2 separate regions of the Sus scrofa genome follow, and region 1 is linked to region 2. Evidence: chromatin contacts called from public promoter capture Hi-C data. All regions are on one chromosome and are shown on one strand. The core of a region is the stretch at or near the end of the contact, and the rest is flanking DNA. Distances in the headings are between cores, read along the strand shown. Region 1 holds the start of CAPZA1 (F-actin capping protein subunit alpha 1). Region 2 holds the start of RHOC (rho-related GTP-binding protein RhoC).

Region 1 (6,161 bases), core at 642-3,141, 90 kb before region 2:
ACTTCATTAACCTGTAACAGAAACATCAAATTAGCTTTTTCATTCTAAGAAGGCCAATTTATTATGTTTTAGTGTTAGTTGTATCTGAATTTCCATACTATTTCTTAAAAAATCCGAAATATTTCAGAACATTATCTCACAGTCTTTCGATTGAAAAGGAGACATTTGCCTTCTCTTGCTACAGAAAAATAAACTACGGTGCTGTCAGTCACAATCCTCACAAAACAGAAATACTTCCATCTTAATCTGAGGTTGCCAACTTGTAATGACATAAAAAAAGGCCCTGGCTCCCATCCACTTTTCCTGGCTACAGCTAAAGAATAATATTTGCAGAATCCAAGCGATCATCACCTCTTACACGTCTTCTGTCGGCACCACAAATGTCGAAAGAACTAAGAACCCACTGCTGTTTGTGGCTCTTTTTCTTTTGACTTCCTGTACTATTCTATTCTATTACTCAAGATAAAGCCTAAAACAGAACGGACAAAAACAGCACGAAAACAATTTCTTGACAAAACTATTTTAAAACATGAGAATGGTTGGCTAGGATCGTGGTGTTTTCTTTCTTTTAGATTTTTGTTGTCTGGGTATATGGATTCTCAGTTGAGCGGCAGGAGAATTAAAGGAACTTTTTTCAAGGCATCCTACCAGTGATGGGTGTTTATAAATTCTGCATCCAAGTCTGAAAACGCTCTCATCTGTCCTACCACCTGAAGCTTACAGTTTTTCAGGTGCGTTTTTGCTCGGGTGAACAACTGACGAGAGAGGGCGGAACTTCAAGAGCTCTAGGGAGGAGCCGGTAGCTGCAGCTCAGGTTTGACAATCAGCTGCGAAGCGGAGACCCAAGAGAAAAAGAACCCACTCGCTCACCGGCTCATTCTACGAAGCCCTCCAAAAACTATTGAGAATCTCTGCCCTTTGGTCCTCGCCCCCCGCACCTCTCCTGGCCCCCTTCCCGCCCTCGGGGAGCTCTGGGCCTCTCACCCGCTGCCAAATTCTCACACAGCCTCAGCGGGACCCTTAGAGCGTAAAGCAGCCCCAGCCCCGCCACGAACCACAGCGAGGCCCCAGTGCCCGCCAGGCCGGCGCGTAGCCGCTCCCTCCAGCCCAGCGAAGGGCTCAGGCCGGGAGCAGGTGCTGGAGGAGATGCCGCAGCAGTTGCTGCTTCACCTACGCCGTCACCGTCCGCCATCTTGCCGCTCTCGCAGGCGCCGCGAGTTGGGAGGGTTAGAAGGGCAGGAAACCGGGAGTCGGGAATCCTGGGATAGTGGAGGACCTGAAGTTGGCCTCCGTGAAGGCTGAGAGCCCCAGGGAGCCAGGACCGAGAAGATTTGGAAGGTGGAGGAGTGTTCCAAAATAGGGCTACCTATTCCTTCCGAGGGCGGGAAGGGCCGGATAGCGGCAGCTATTGGACGGAGATGTGACCCCGAAGTGAAGTGTTTTGCCTCCATACGAGTGAGTCACGATTCACCCCATCCCTGGGGTTGAAAAGCCACCGACCGTTTCAGAGTCCGAGCAGTACTCAGCCCTTTGGACTCGGCTGCATGGATAGCTTTGGTACTGGGAAAATCTACCGGAGCAGCAACTGCCGTTTGGTCAGCTGGAGCGTGGGCGCCAATACCAGTCGAAACACGCACCTAGCGTCCCACAGATGAATGGGGAAATGAATGCAACTCAGTGCGAAAGATACTAGACTTAAAGTTATTTTAGGCAAGCCGACTTACTGGAGTCCCGGCGCCAAAGCCATCCCCCCGCCCGTAACTGACATGGCGCCCTCGCGGTCAGCGTTTCCGGGCGGGTCCTTCCGACGGCTTTCGCTGTGATTCCATCACTCGGCTTCCTTCCCGGCCTGCCTCGCGCCAGGCCCCGGCTCAGCCAGAGCAGCCCAAGATGGCCGACTTCGAGGATCGGGTGTCGGATGAGGAGAAGGTAAGGGGTCCGCCTTTCTCTCACCTGCTCCCGCGACAGGGAACCGCGCCCCGACCTGGCTGACGTGGGAACCCTGGCTGTGCCCCCAGGAGAAAGAAGCCTCTCGGCCTGTGCTGGCATATGCTCTCCGCAGTCGGGACGCTTCCTTCTTGAGGGGCTTTCCTCTGCCTCACGGTGGCCCCAGTTCCCCATTCCTCAAGTCTCTTTTCCTCCGGGCCTGAGGCACAGCCCAGTGGCCTTCCTGCGAGAGAAGAGACTCCGTTATTGAACCGTGACCATGGGCTCTTTTTTTTTTTTTTTTTTTGTAATTATAGAGAGGGGGCGACAATGGTCGCGACATAGGCAGTTATTTTACCGCCTTGAGCTGTTGGGGCTCACCCCATCCCCCCATTTTAAGGTATGATTGGGGCTAGTTTAGGGCGAGTCACTTCCTGGTCGGGGTGGCCTCTTAACTTCCCCTTTACTCCTCCTTCCTCAGGAAGTGATTTTGCTGTCACGATTCCTCGACTGGGAGAGGTCCCTAAAATGTTGGCTGACTATCCACACACACCTCTCTTCCCACATACTATGGGCTGAACTAATAGGCAGTAATAAATGTGTGAGCCTCAGAACATTTGCTTCAGAATTTGAACTTCCCTGTAGACACTCCCTGGATTGTATGTATACGCTTCCCCCCCGCCCGTGATTCCATCCCTTGCTTCTTACATCCTCTTAACGATATTTTCTGAAAAATAATTTTCAAATTTTTTTGTTAACAAATCAAGAACAGCCAACGGATTTTTCCCTTTAACTCAAAGGTTTTATGTAGAACATACTACTCATGTTAACACATTCAAGTCTGGACAAAGCATCTTCTTTGATGCTCCACTGTGGTGTCTTTGATTATAGTTGAACTTGAGAGTGTGCAATTTGTGCACTTACTTATTAAAAAGTGTCTTAAATACAAGAGAATATTCTACCTTAGGTGGAATAACTTTTTTCCTGACAGCTGCACACCTTAACAGTTTGTCAGGCCTTTTAGTAACTATGTTAAAGATTTTAGAACCTCTGGAAATTACAGTAATTTCACTACATAACAGGACAAGAATTATGTCTTGTTTCACGCAGTGGCTTTTACAAAATGTGCACTCTTGAATGCTCTGTAAATGTATCTGGCCTCTTTCCTTTTTTAATAAGAGAGATTGGGATGAGAAGGGGACTATTTACCATCCAAGAGTAGTCAGTACAGAACAATTTGGTATGACATACTTAGATATACCATGTCATTTTGAAATGCTGAGGAATATGCTAAACAGAAGCCATTGAACAACACTTCAACATTAGATTTTTCTCTTACTTGGAAATTGATTCTCATAAATATATAAGATTTGGGGGAAAAGGGCATTTTATATTGTATGTGAACTTATTGCTACCGGGAAAACTATAATAAAATATTTATAATGTTTATTCTAAAGCAAGCAGTTATGAGTCAGATGAAATTAAATTACAGAGAAAATCATGGGCTAACAGAACATTTGGTAGCCCAGCCGATGCTCTACTTACCTTAAGCAAAAATGCTATTACAGGAAAATTTCGCTAAGAATTTAGATAACAATTCTGTTCCCAAGCAATACTACGTTTACCAATGTCGAGTTTTTGCTTCTTGAAACAGTGTTAGAATGCCTTTTTTTTTTTTTTTTTTTTTTTTTTTTTTTTGCTATTTCTTGGGCCGCTCCCGCGGCATATGGAGGTTCCCAGGCTAGGGGTCGAATCGGACCTGTAGCCACCGGCCTATGCCAGAGCCACGGCGACGCCGGATCGATAACCCACTAAGCAAGGGCAGGGACCGAACCCGAAACCTCATGGTTCCTAGTCGGATTCGTTAACCACTGCGCCACGACGGGAACTCCTAGAATGCCTTTTTAATTAAACTTGGGGAAAAAAATATGTGTTTCAAAGTGCAAATTAAGATATCTTTGGATATTGACAGTGTTAAAATCAGTAGCATTAATAGCTTTGATTTTATAACAGCGGATCTGTGACCAATTTTCTGATACCTCCCAGCATACTTCTTTTAATGCTTAGTTTTAGTAATGATGGAGCAAGCAAATCGTAATTAGTAAGTTAAATCTACTGCCAGAAAATGTTGATGAATTTCATATTCAGTGCACAAGTTTTAGATTAGCTATCTTGTCTTTGTTAGTGTAGATAATTAAAAATAGCTGATTTTTTAAAAATCTCATATAATAAATTCATAGGATTTGAGATTACTGAAATTTTGTTAGGTTTTTATTTCCAGAGATGAACTGATCTGTATTTCTCTGTTGTGGCTCTTTATAAGTAAAAAGAAAGGGCTTTGACTTGTAAGGTTACTTTAATTCCTCTTCAGCTTTGTACCTAACCTACCTTGACCTCTTTACCTCCAGGCTCCTGATGCCTTTTAACTGAATTCAAAAATTGAAAAATTATTTTTCCAAAAAGACTTGCTGATATGAATATCTTAGCATTCATAAACAAGTGACCCTTAAGTGAGATTCTTGTTGTAGAAAACTTTTACAACCAAGGCACCATTACAAACAAGTTATTTTCAGCCTTAGTTTGTGTTGATTCTTCTTTGAAGGAACTGTAACATTTTCATTTTTTTCTTTTTAAATAAGACTTCAACTGCATTCGATAGGATTTTTTTAATGCATGTGTGTCATGATGCCAAATACATTTTAATACTGCTTTTTATTTTTGTTACGTTTTCTGAAAGCAGTGAACCCAGAGGTGAATTTGGTGGCAATGGTCTCTGATTTCCTTGCAAGTACTTCTATAAAAGTTAATAAGGTCAATCATTCTCATAACTAACTGCTATAGTTTTTAATTACTTTATAAAGAGGAAGTTGGGTTTTTTAACTTCTGCATTGTTACCTGAAATGGTCATGATGAGCTGCCTAAATAAAACAGGAAGTTGAAAGTGTAATAACTTGCAGAAATAAATGCTTTTAGTCTTATCCTCGAGTTCAGTTTCTGAGAATGAGCTCTACTCCTCTAGTTATTTAGACTCTTTAGTATTTGGTTCCAAATGCTTAACAAGACCAAAATGACAAAAATACCATAATTAGGAAACTTGAATTATGAAGTTAATTACTTGTTTGGGTTCTTTGCACAGTTTCCTTTATTTCATGATTCAACATTTTAAAAACATAAATGCAGACATAATTTTAGGGCTGAAAAATGTGCTATTTTTTTTCCTCTTTAGCCTAACTAGTAGAATATTTGTGTATAGCTTCAAAAATGCTATAACTGAAAAATTATCTTCTGTGCTTTAAATTTAGACAATATCATCTTTAAGGTACTTTTTGAAAAACAGGTTTATCAAAATTATTTAGGAAAGATGTGGAAAATGTTAAAAGATGCAGAAATTTGAGGGCTCTGTTAGAGGTCGTGAAAAAGATTTATACTTCTAAACTGGATTTCTTTGATTATGTATTACCTCCTTAATTTACTAGGTGAGTTTAATTGCCATGTATATTTTCTTAGTGCAAATTAAGATGGCTTTGGATATTGACAGTGTTAATTGCCTAAAGCTTAATTGCCATGTCTATTTTCTAACAAGTCACTGATTAGTAATAATACTACCCTTTTTTTTTTTTTTAAGCTTCTTTTCAGTTAGCTTTGCTGAGTAGTAGTCATACAATCTGTTACAAAATCCTTGGGCAGGAGCATAAAGTGTAATCAAATACAAATTCAAATTCCCAATATTGGTGAAGAAGGTAGGTTTATTATTTCTTCTAGAACATCTGTTTTTATTAGGACCAGCCTTAATGCTAAGCAAAGCAGTGTAATTTATCAAAAAATTCTTATTGCAGGTTGGTCTGATTCAGAAGCCTTGCTTTTTTCACTGTACTGTTTTTTTCCATGTAACTATGAATGAAAAAATCAGAATAAAGTAATCAATTTAATGAATTATAAATGAGGTATTGTAGCATAGTGGAAAAGAACAATTCTGAGCATCAGGAGACTTGGCCCCTCCTGCTGTGCTTTCAGCCACCAGTATGATTTTGGAAAAATTGCTTACCCCCGTGGGCCTTGAATTGGATCATGTTGACTTGACCAAGTTTAATGAACTTTTTCAAACTAATTTTAAAAAAAAACAAAACTCTACTTAAAAGTTTGAAACATCAAAATGTTCTAGGAGTTTCCATCAGTTTGGCACATTTTCTCTGATAACGAAACTGAAATCCTTGGTAACTGCAACCAAGTCTTTA
Region 2 (5,364 bases), core at 2,605-5,104:
ATAAGGTGAGTTCAACCCTGAGACAATGTGTTTGGTCTTTGTGCAGTGTGAACTGCCATTGTGAGCACCACTGTTTTATTTCATCTTCACTGAAACTCTTTGAAAGAGGCCCTACTGTTATTCCCATTTTATAGTTGGGGTGGGGTCAGGGCTCAAGCCCAGAGACCAAGGGACTGGGCCCAGGTTAGAGCGCATGTGTAAAGAACCAGGAGGCTGGATTTCCAGGGACGGCAGTTGCACTTCCTCACTTCACTGCTTTCAGCCGGGAGAGGGGAGCAAGGGTGTGGGTCGGGGGAGAGGAGGGCCATCCCAGGCTCCTAAGTGCTGGGGGCGGGGTGCCGAGGCGCGATGAGCAGAGGCTCCTGGCCTTTACCTGCTTGCCGTCCACCTCGATGTCTGCGATGTAGTTCTCAAAGACGGTGGGGACGTAGACCTCTGGGAACTGATCCTTGCTGAAGACGATGAGGAGACAGGTCTTCCCACAGGCCCCGTCCCCCACAATCACTAGCTTCTTTCGGATGGCAGCCATGGCTGGGGCTAGCAAAGAAGAGGCAGTGGGGATGTTGGGGAAAGCCACGAAGTCCAAAAACACGTCTCTAGGGCCCCCCAAGACCTCCCTGGAAACCACGGAAGGAAGGGAGGGAGAGGGGCTTTTTGCTCAGGCACCTTCTTGCCAAGAACCAATTGTTGAAGCAACTGAGCTTGAAATTCTTAATCTCAGGGTCAGAGACAGACCTGCCCCCATGGGTTAGAACACAGAAGTGGGAGGTGGAAGAACCACCCACTTGGGAGCCAGAAAACATGAGTTCTAATCTAATCCACTCACCAAGTGTGGGCCCCTGGACACCTAGACAGGTGTCTGAAGCAGCAGCTTTTATTTGCTCTACATAGCAGGGTATCAAGTCAGACTTATTTGTTACCAGGATCTTGATACTTTTCAAATTTAATTATCTCAAATGTCCAATCTAGAACACACTGTCCCTCACTCAGCACAGTCATGCGTGCCCAGAGAAAAACCAAGAGTCCCCACCAATATGGGTGGGTAGGGAAGGAATATTTACCACGCCCCTGGGTGCCAGGCACTATGGGGGGGCGCACTGACAAAAATCACCTCCCTCAGCCCCCAGAAGCCTGGAAGGTTGAAAGTGGGCTTCCCATTTTGACAAACTAGGAAAGTGTGGCTCAGAAGGTTTAAGACAATGTGTATGGAGCCGTGGCAGTGATGGCAGTCAAAGCAGGGCAGGAGACACTAGTCTGCTGCCTTCTCTACATATCACCCCAGAGGTGGGAAGGAGAGCAGACGGATGGAGGGCAGTGGCAGCAGCCAGCCGGTGTCCCTGGCCCACCCCATCCTGGTCCCCAGAGCCCCAAGGCACACAAAGGAGGCTCAGTCTGGGCAGTGCCCACAGCCCACATTCGGGCAGCCTGCCTTCCTCCCCCCTTCCTCCTGGGCCTGGCAGCAACACTGGGTCACTCAGCCCCAGGCAGGGGACAATGACCACACTGTAGGGAGCCACACATCTACCACAGCAGAGGGACTGAGAATAATCCACTAGGGAATCACCTCCACCCACTCCCTGGAACAGCCCCTTCCTCCCCTCTGTCCAGCTCACCCCAAGGCCCTGCCCACCCCTCCCTGTGACTCAGGGCAAGGAGTCAGCTTCCCGGGGTTTCCAGTGTCTCCCGCCCCCGACACACACCAAAGAGCATCTGCACAGTTCATCACACCTTCCTAGCTTCCCTGCCCCTGAGCTGAGCCTCACTTCCTCCTTCCCTGGGGAGAGGAGCCGACCTCCAGCCGGCTGGAGTTCCCAGGCTGAGGCCTGGGAGGAAGAGAGGGCGGGCTCTGGAGCTGAGATGAAGTCGAGGCTGCTGGGGGGGGCGGCTAGAGTCAGTGCTGGGAGGAGCCCCAAAAAAGAGACAAATGAGTCCCAGCACCAACCAGGCAGGGAGCAGTTAAGAAAGGAGGAGATGGTAACCCGATCTCTGCCCCAAACCTGGCTTTTTCTCTCAGTCCCACATCCTGTCGTTCTAGACTCAACTCCTTCACTCTCCCCACACCAGCATCACTTCACACCCCTGCCTTGGTCTGTCTTTTAAGAGGCGAATATCCCAGCCCAAGACAAGTTTTCTTCCACAGTGGGATCCTGGGTGGCCTCCCTCCCCTACACAAACACACACACACACACACACACAACTGGGATGAGGGGAAGTGGATATGAGTCAGAGGGAATTTATAGGAGTTGAGAGTGCACAGCCACTCTCCCCACCACAACAGGGGCTCCCCCTGACACCCCAAAAGACAAACAAGAAGGCATTCACCCTGCCAGCAGATCCCTTCCAAAAATGGAAACCATCCTTCAGAAAAGGGGGGAGTGTCCCTGGAAACTCTACCCAGGTGACCAAAACTCGCTTACCTGCTCCCACAAGTTCCATTGGTCCAGCGGTGGGAAAACAGGCTGGGGTGGCCCCAACCCGGGCAGGGCCCTGCTGATGGAGGGCTGGAGGGCATTCACCACTGGGGTGACTGCCAGTTGCTTAGGCATGAATGTGCCACTGCCCACCCCCAGCAGGACAGTTTAGGTGGCACCAGATGGTGGGGGGCAGAGGCCAGAACTCCGGGGCAAGAGCATGCATTAAATTACCTGGAGCCCCCAGCTCAATCATAAGACTTTCCCTTCAAGCTCAGTAGAGTAGTTGGCCCAGGCCACCAGGCCCAAGGCCAAGATGGCAAGGACAACAGCTCCCTGTGAGAGGCGGCCCCTGAAGAACTGCCCCACTGACCCTCAGAGAGGCAACCAAACCCCACACTGGACTGGAATGGAACCTGAACTCCTGGGGCCTTCCTTGGGACTAAACAGCTGCCCTCTCCTCCATCCTGTAGATTCCCAGATGAACCAGGGGCTGCAGTACCCTGCTGGCCACCCCTGAGGTCCAGGGAAGAAATCAGATACGTCCTCCTGAACGTGAAAACTAGAAGTGATGGCAGGACTCAGCCTTGGGGCCTCCAGCCCAAACCCCCAGGACACTCTCTAGCCGGGTTGGGAAGTGTGAAGGCGGGTGGGGGGGTTGGAAGGGAGGAGATTCTTGAACTCACACACACACGCACGAGCTGGATCCTTCCCAATCTCCCCTACCTCCCACTCCAGGCCGACTCCAGAAACCATCTAGGGCGACGGCCAGACCCCCGGAACAGTGGCCGCCCCCACGGTCACACCCAGCCCCTATTCCCGCCACTCCACCAGCCCGGCGAGGGGAATTCCCTCCTCCATCCGGACTCGGACCGGGACCCACACCCCAGCCCCGGTCCACAGCGGGCCGCCGGGCCTGGAAACTAGAGCGTCTGGCCTGGGGCTTCCTCGCAGAGACCCAAGTTGCCCCATTTCCCCTCGCCCGGCCGGGCAGGTTCCGGGAAGTCGGGAGGGGAAGGCAAGGGACTCCGGCTTGGACACCAAGAGACGACAGGCCCTGCGGGGCAATTCCCGGGGCGCCTCACGGCGGCCCAGGAGGGCAGGGAGGGGCCGAGCCCGGCCGACCCCCGCGCCGCCCAGGCGCCGCGTCCAAGGGGAGGGCAGGCGGCCCGTACTCGGGCCAAAGCCCCTCCTCCCCGGCCGGCGCCCCGAGCTCCGGCCAAGCGGAGAAGGGGGAAAGTGCTCTGCCGGGGACGAGTTCCCAGGACAACCCCGCCGCCCCCAGCCCTAACCCGAGGTACCTTCCGCTCCACCGCTCCCAGCTGCGCGGCCGGTGCCGGAGGCAGACTGACCCGAGGGGCACCGCCCCGCCCTCCTTCTTCGCCGCGGCGGGAGGGGCGACTCGCGGGAGGGGCGGGCCCGCAGGGGGAGGGGCGGGCCGGGCGGCCCTAGGCTCCGCCCGCCCCCCGCCCCCGCGGGTCGCTGAGCGCAGGCCGCGGGGGCCGGGGTGGGGGGGCGGTCCCGGGTGCCGGCCGGGGGCTCGGGAAAGAGGCCCAGGCTGTGGAGGCGTGGGCGGCGGGGCACAGCCGACGGGACCCTGAAGGACTCTGCCTCTGCCCCGCCTTCCAGCTCCTAGGGGAGAACCGGTATCGGGAAAGTTGAGAGGCGCTCGGGGTGGAGTCAGGAAAGGGCCGCTGCTGCCCTCCTGTGGCCAACTGGCCACCCGCGTCTACACCACCCGGGGCTTCGCGGGACTAGAAAGGAGTCTTTGGGGACGCCCGAGGAGAGGGCCGCGGAAGATGCCCACCCTCTGTTCCTAGAATCACTGCGGAGTAAGTACAGTCCACTATCATCCTCTAGCCTTGGAGACTTTTCAGAACCTTTGAGATTCAAGGCACCTGGTTCCACCTCCCAGTTCCCTTCGTTTCTCCCTGCCTGGAGTTTCCAACTCCTACCCATCCCTCAAAAGGCAGTCCTGGAAATCCTTCCGGATCCCCAGCTTTGAATTCAGTTCTCGCCCCCACTGTATTATTTCTGTGCTGTTAGGGACACCTAGCCGGGTTCGACTTGTGCACCGGGTGTTTACCAACAGGTGTATTTCCTTCCCTGAAAGGTGCCTGAGGAGGTGGGTGGAAGATGAGGAAGTCTACTCACATTTTATTAGCTTGGGATCGTACAATACATAGCTTTTAACATTCATCACAAATCTTCGGAATAAGTATATCCATCCCCTTTTGCCTGTAAGGAAACTGAGGCTCAAGGAAGTTAAGCGGCTTGCCCAAAATTTGCCATTTGTATGTGGCAGAGCAAGCACTTCCTGGTCAGCCCTGTCTGGCTCCAAGCTGGTCCCTCTCCCAGTTGCCTACTGTGATCCTCCAATCTATGCCTCTCCTGTCTGGCACAGTGTGTGGCACGTAAATAGGTTTTCAACAGATCTTTGCTGAATGAATCAATGAATGAATGAATGAATGTTAGAAGTCAAGCATACCTTAAAGATCTGAAAAGCAACTCATATATTTGCTAAATGAGGAAACTGAGGTCCAGAGCTGTGTGGTCCCCAGGCCTCTTAGCTGACTCAATAAATTGAGCTATGTGCTCAGTTGAGGTCGATTTCTGCCTTCAAAGAAGGTACAATCTAAATTCAGAATGCAGACAACTTAAAGATAGCTCATGGCTTTTGAACTCTTGTTACATGGACCTGGCTCCGCATACGTGAACTCCTTTCGTCATGCTCAGAGAGACGGCAGACCTAGTAATGGGTTTGGCACCAGGACCCAAACATCAGGACTCTCAAGCTCCTGCTCTTAACTGTTATTCTGTACCAGCTCCTTATAGAGACAGTTTTAGTACAGGAGGTAAGCACTGTAGTGGGGGCGTGTGTGGACTGTGGAAGGATAGGTGAAGTGTTCAGGATAAGGCGATGTGTAGATTTCAAACGAACTGCAGCTACTTC

Evidence for each region. Promoter capture Hi-C pulls out the DNA fragments that hold promoters and counts their contacts.
Region 1: a contact with region 2 is called in a promoter capture Hi-C map of liver, with 4 times the contacts expected there. A contact is called at or near these places in 3 of 5 promoter capture datasets (fetal liver, fetal skeletal muscle and liver), 17 of 47 Hi-C or Micro-C datasets (alveolar macrophages, blood, brain and 11 more) and 2 of 2 datasets of targeted methods (alveolar macrophages and skeletal muscle).

Annotation. Positions count from the first base shown.
Region 1 is chr4:107,817,536-107,823,696 of Sscrofa11.1, reverse strand. It overlaps CAPZA1 (F-actin capping protein subunit alpha 1), which reads left to right and starts at 1,891. Exons shown (of 10, transcript NM_001097454.1): 1 at 1,891-1,929. The coding sequence starts at 1,891. It overlaps ST7L (suppressor of tumorigenicity 7 protein-like), which reads right to left and starts at 1,219. Exons shown (of 17, transcript XM_013988151.2): 1 at 985-1,219. The coding sequence starts at 1,192.
Region 2 is chr4:107,730,203-107,735,566 of Sscrofa11.1, reverse strand. RHOC (rho-related GTP-binding protein RhoC) reads right to left here and starts at 3,854. Exons shown (of 5, transcript XM_003125846.4): 1 at 3,713-3,854; 2 at 374-537. The coding sequence starts at 529.